Regions from separate parts of the Anser cygnoides genome. Here region 1 is linked to region 2. Evidence: chromatin contacts called from public Hi-C data. All regions are on one chromosome and are shown on one strand. Each heading gives the region's core, a stretch centred on a gene start, on an enhancer-like site or on the middle of the called end of the contact. The rest is flanking DNA. Distances are from core to core; before and after follow the strand shown. Region 1 overlaps WRN (WRN RecQ like helicase). Region 2 holds the start of PPP2CB (protein phosphatase 2 catalytic subunit beta).

Region 1 (2,700 bases), core at 144-2,643, 55 kb before region 2:
CCCTACTAGAAACCCTGCAATTATAAATAAGAAAACATGAACTTAGTTTCCTAGGTACCTGTATTTCATCCCGCATGAACTGGTGGTGGGTCTCTCTCCTTTTTTGAATTCCCATTCCAGCGTGGTACGCACCACAAAGCACATTGAGTTTAGTCAGTTCAGACACAACTTTTTCTGTGGCCTTTTTTGAAGGGCAGTAGATGATGGTAGGGCCTTCAAACTCATACTCAGAACTGCTAAAAGTGATAGCAACATGTTAAAATGCAGAACAGATGAAGTGACCCTTTGGCAAAAACTCCGCTTCACTCTAATTGAAAAAGCAACGTAGCTTTCTGCAGCAATTCATCATTCTGAAGATTTAAACAGATCAGATTATACGTTGTTATGCAGAGATAATATCACAATTAGAACGAAATGTCATCACTATATACTGAAGTAACGCAGATTAAAGCCAGCTTAGCATCTTCCCACAGAGCCATTGTATCAAACATATTTGTGCTCCTAGGCTGCACACAGCTTTCTGTGCTTGAGACTGATCTCCAGACTTCACAGCACGCGAAGAGTTTGCCAATGAGCTCTTTGCAAAGCAAGAAAGAGGAGGCATTTCGACCCTTTTACAAAAACGCAGTACTTCAAGTTGTCTGTCCTTTGGAAAAGCAGACTTGGAAGTCTTGTGTCTCTTGCAAAAGAGATTATTTTGGTCTGTGCTGGAGAAGTAGCAGCATAAGGCCTTCCAGGTTCCCAAAAGTCATCGGGAAACGAACTTCTACAGATGCTACTTAAAGGGTCTACATTTATATAACAACATACAAATGAGCTATGAGATTTATTTATATTGTTGTAGAATCAGACATTGTAACTTGTGACAAGGAGACGGAAGTGGCAGGAAACCCACTCTTGTGGGTATACTGGTGGGTCTGCTAACAGAGAAAGACTGCAATTCTTCTTCTGCTAGATTAGCCTCCTCAGAAAAAAATACCACAAAAATCTTATTTTATATTAGTTATCAACTCACGTATTATGGACACTGTTGTTTAGGTAGGAAACCACCAGCTAATATACCACTCTCATTCTAACTGCGCTAGTGTGCTGGCAGGTCTCCTGAGCATAAAACGATCTTGAAAATCCTACAGTCAAAAATCCTACAGTCAGCAACATGCAAACAGTGGGACACCACCATTCTTTGCCTCAAACCTTTTTTAAACTAGGGAAGGAAGATGAGGGACAAGGGGGAGAACGTGATGAATGACTAGCGTGATATCAGACAAGCTAGGGAGAGAGCCCAGACACTTCCTCACCAGATCATTTGAAGACTGGTACCAGTTTTTTTGTACACCCTACTGATACCTTAGTACTTAATAGATTTATATCTGACAGAACAACACAAAACAGGCTTAAATCCTTACCTTCCTTTCCTAGTAAGGAACTGCTTCAAATCCCTAAGGATATTTCCACTCTGTCGTCCAACTTCTAAGTACAGGTTCGGTCTGTCAAAGCTTGTACATGTGACCAGGGGATTCTTCAGGTTCAGGCAATTCACTATGTCTTCTCTAATTGAGGGACTTGCAGTGGCAGTTAAAGCAACAATGGGAACCTGAAATAAAAAGACAACAGAAGTCCAATACCTCTCAATGATTTAAGATCACAAGTCAAAACTGATTAGCATGTAAACAGGCACTTTAGTCTGATTATGTTCATTGGATCAGCTCAGCTATTTGGAAAGCAGTTAATATTTAGCCTCCTGGAGCTCTGTCTACCCTCCTTAACGGTGTAGACCATCGACAGAACATTTAATGTACAGAGACTTCTTAATTCCTGTCTTTAGTTGCATCTTTGTGAGTCTGCAGCTATTTTCTGATGTGGTTGGCTAAGGTTAGGGAACACGTAGGGAAAATTTTCAAGAATAGGATCTGAAGTTCAGGTCTAAGTTTTGGAGTTTATGCAATAAATGCTTCCGGAATGCATTTGGAAGTTATAACTGTTTGTCCTTGCAAGTAAACCAGGAGCTTAGGATCGACACCTTTCAGCACACAGGGATCCAACAAAAGTAATTATTTTTCAGAAGTTTTGGCAGTCCAGGTTCGGAATATCCTCTCTTTAAAGATTTGGAAAAAAGATCAAAACCACAATGAAGTTCATTCACTAGCAAGGACTTGCACAAGCTCCCAAAAACAGCACGGTAAGTACTCCCAAAGAGTAACATCAAGCGATGAAATGTCAAGCTACTGTGTGAAATTAAGTTGTAATTAAGCACCTCCGAAAACCTTACCGTTGGCAGAGCCTTCTTTAGTGAGCCTAAGGTTCTGAAGGAATTTCTGAAGTCGTGGCCCCATTCAGAAATGCAGTGAGCTTCGTCAACAGCTATAAGGGCAATACCTGGTGGGGACAGAACCACAGCATGGACGCAATACTTACATGGCAAATAAACCAACATGGGAAGTTACAAAATACTAACACCATATTCTGTTCAATTTCCTCAAAAAGCACCGGTGTGCTTTCATTCTTGTTTCTGGGATGTCTTCTGCTGTAAGGACTCGCCAAACCAATTTTTATATAGGCTTGCTTTTTGTACAAAGTAGATGAAACAGCTCTAACAGATTCCCCCCCACACGCTTCTCCTTCCTTATCCAAGCTTCAAGTCTCCAACACATCTCCTACAAGGGGGTAAATTCTTAAGCTATTACTGATGGTTATGCCCTT
Region 2 (2,700 bases), core at 19-2,518:
TCACAGGACTGCCAAGTTCTCTGCAGTGCCACAGATGCGGGCAATCCTGTTAAAAATAACCTTCTGAAAAGACATGACCAAGCAAAACACCCAAGTGTATGAAAATTGGAAAATCAGGGAACCTGAGTTCTGTAAGGTTGCTTTGAAATAACTGCAGGATTAAGAGCACAGAGCTTAACGTTAGGCCTCAAATACTTACAAAATTACAGAGTTTTTCTCTTTGTCATTTCTTGGCATTGGCTCAGGGCAAAGAGGATACCCAGCTACCAGCGTGTCAGTGTGTACCTTCATACCACACTGAGATTTCCATTTCTGTGCAGAGTGAACCCGTCGAGATGGAGAATAAGTCCCCAAACAGTCTCTTGGCTGGGTTTTCCAAGCTAAAAGCTCTTTGCTCTAAATGGGTGATGTGAACAGCTCCCGGAAGGTGTCTTTTGTGGATACGGAAATGGCAAAGGATCTTTAAGAGTAATTAAAAAATAATATTTTTTATATATTGCTCCCTTTTACTTTGCTAAATGTGTTTTAGGTTGGAAAGTTCACTAAAGGTACAAGATGTTTTGAACCCTTTGATTTCCAAATTCACCTCAGGGAAAGAGAAGTCTAGCAAGCCTGGTCGTTTTACCCTGTGGGAATGGAGGAAATTATGTATCAGCATTGTTAGGCAGGATGAAAACGCAGAAACTCGTGCCTAAAAGACACAGAAGATCCGGGAAGGATTTTGGTATGCTGCAGTACATAGAAATATTCACACTTTGGTAGTGATTTAGAGCTGGCTATGAGATGGATAAAGCGCCAGCCTGCAGGCAGATGTTGGGAGAAGACTTTTAGGTACATCATTGCACATGCATGCTAATTTTAAATGCCCTCGTATAGTATGATGCAACATATGGATGCTGTAGCATACATGATGTGGTTAAATCCTTACTGGGGACAGCCTACAGATGGTAGGCTTAATGCGCTACTCCACAACATTTCAGAGGAGCATGGTGAGGCAGATTAATAACGCGGGCACAGTGACAGGATTACAGAAAGCTTTTATTACACCCCCACATGCCACCAAGGTTTTGTGACAGCGTGACGGCGCCTGCCGTGCTCCTCAGGCACCCGGCATAGGGACGAAGCCCTCACGACGATGTCGCTGTTCTTCGGGGAGCACGGACCAGCGTGCGACAGGCCGTGCTCAGCGCCGGGGGCTCCCCGCTCGGGCCTCTCACCATGCGAACAGCCACCATGACGGGGCGGCCACCATGACAGGGCGGTGCTATGCCGGGGCGGCGCCATTAGGGGGCGGCGGGCCGGAAGTGCGCAGCGCCGGGGGGGCCGCCATTACGGGGAGCCGAGCAGGCCGCGGCCCCGGCCCCCGGCGGGCAGCGCCGCCGCCATGGAGGAGAAGGGGTTCACCAAGGAGCTGGACCAGTGGATCGAGCAGCTCAACGAGTGCCGGCAGCTGAGCGAGAGCCAGGTCCGCAGCCTCTGCGAGGAGGTGAGCGGGGCAGGGCTGCGGCGGGGGCGGCTGGAGGTTGGGGCGGGCGGGAGGGAGGGAGCAGCTGAGGCCAAAGGGGCCGAAAATGGGGGCGTGGGGGGGGGGAAGGGGAGCGAGGCGCGCTGAGACGGCGGCCCTGAATCCCCCGACGCCGGGAGGAGGGCTGCGGGCACCTGACGAGGGGCCGAGCAGGGCCGGGGTGGTGGGGAAGTCGTGCTGCTGACCTGACCGGGCTTGCACGCTGCTGGAGGGGTAAAGAGCAGGGAACGGCTGGGAGAAGGACGTGGTTCTGGTTGGGACAGGCCTTTGGCGGATCGCTGGTTGGGTGCGTTCGGTGCACGCTGTTAAAGAGCCTTTTTTGCCTGTCAGGAGGCAAGTCATGATGGATTTTTCTTTATAAGTTAAATGCCTGTGTGTGAATGCTCCCTCAGTTCTGCAATCTATGACAAAGTTAGGGTTTTCTTTGGACTTAGATCAAGACTGAAGAATTGAAGTAGGCTTCTTCACAATATGGTAGCAAAGATTGTCCTTTCTGTTTGCTTCCTATCTCAGCAACCAACAGAGACCACTGCCACGCACCAGACAGTCCAGAGAACCTCTTTGCTTCCTTTCCCAGACCAGCTAATAGCTGTCAGGCACAGGAGGTAGAGCAGTTAGCTCAGCGTTCCCTTTAGCATCACGTCGCTTATGGCGAGGTTGGCGTTGTCATGCTGTTACTTGTGCATCTTGCTCGGTTTTCTCAGAAGCAAATCATCTTTTCTGATGCTCCTTCTTGGCAATGCGTTTTGGCCAGTGACTGAACACCTTGATGCCAGCTTTCAGAAGACGCAGGTATTTCCTTTTCTCAGGTCTTTGAACAGCAGAAAGGGTCCACACGGCCACCCCGTAACGTGCCAGGGGTACTCTTTGGAAAGGTGGGAGCTGTTTGGATGTCACAGGCAGGGAGATGCTCTAGGACTCCAGGCTGTGGCTTCCTGGCAAATGCTTTTGCCAGCAGTCCTGACTTCCTAGCTGGGCCTTCCAATCTCTGTTTCCTTTATCCTGTTCCCTTTTTTGTTTTTTTTTACCCATGCTGGGACTGTCCATTTGCTTTAAAGGCTTTTTCTCTGCTTGCAGAGCTGTGTCAGCTCTGAGGGACTTGTGGTGAGGAGGGCTGGTGCTGCAGCAGGAAGCAACAGCAGTCGCTTGAGGAGTAGATGTCTTGAAGAGCAAGC

Evidence for each region. Hi-C and Micro-C count contacts between places; a contact is called where the count stands out from the background.
Region 1: a Hi-C map of liver shows a contact between it and region 2, with 14 times the contacts expected there. The contact joins the enhancer-like site here to the promoter of PPP2CB in region 2. A contact is called at or near these places in 2 of 7 Hi-C or Micro-C datasets (both in liver).

The regions. Positions count from the first base shown.
Region 1 is chr4:63,704,499-63,707,198 of Taihu_goose_T2T_genome, reverse strand. WRN (WRN RecQ like helicase) reads right to left here. Exons shown (of 34, transcript XM_066996287.1): 16 at 2,270-2,376; 17 at 1,407-1,594; 18 at 59-236. Among named protein-coding and RNA genes, the nearest start is that of WRN, 21 kb to the right of the region's middle. Within about 2 kb of position 1,393, at least 1 of the 3 cell types and tissues checked has open chromatin away from gene starts, as enhancers often do. A contact at or near this core is called in liver, where this site is marked.
Region 2 is chr4:63,649,249-63,651,948 of Taihu_goose_T2T_genome, reverse strand. PPP2CB (protein phosphatase 2 catalytic subunit beta) reads left to right here and starts at 1,268. Exons shown (of 7, transcript XM_048049715.2): 1 at 1,268-1,486. The coding sequence starts at 1,385.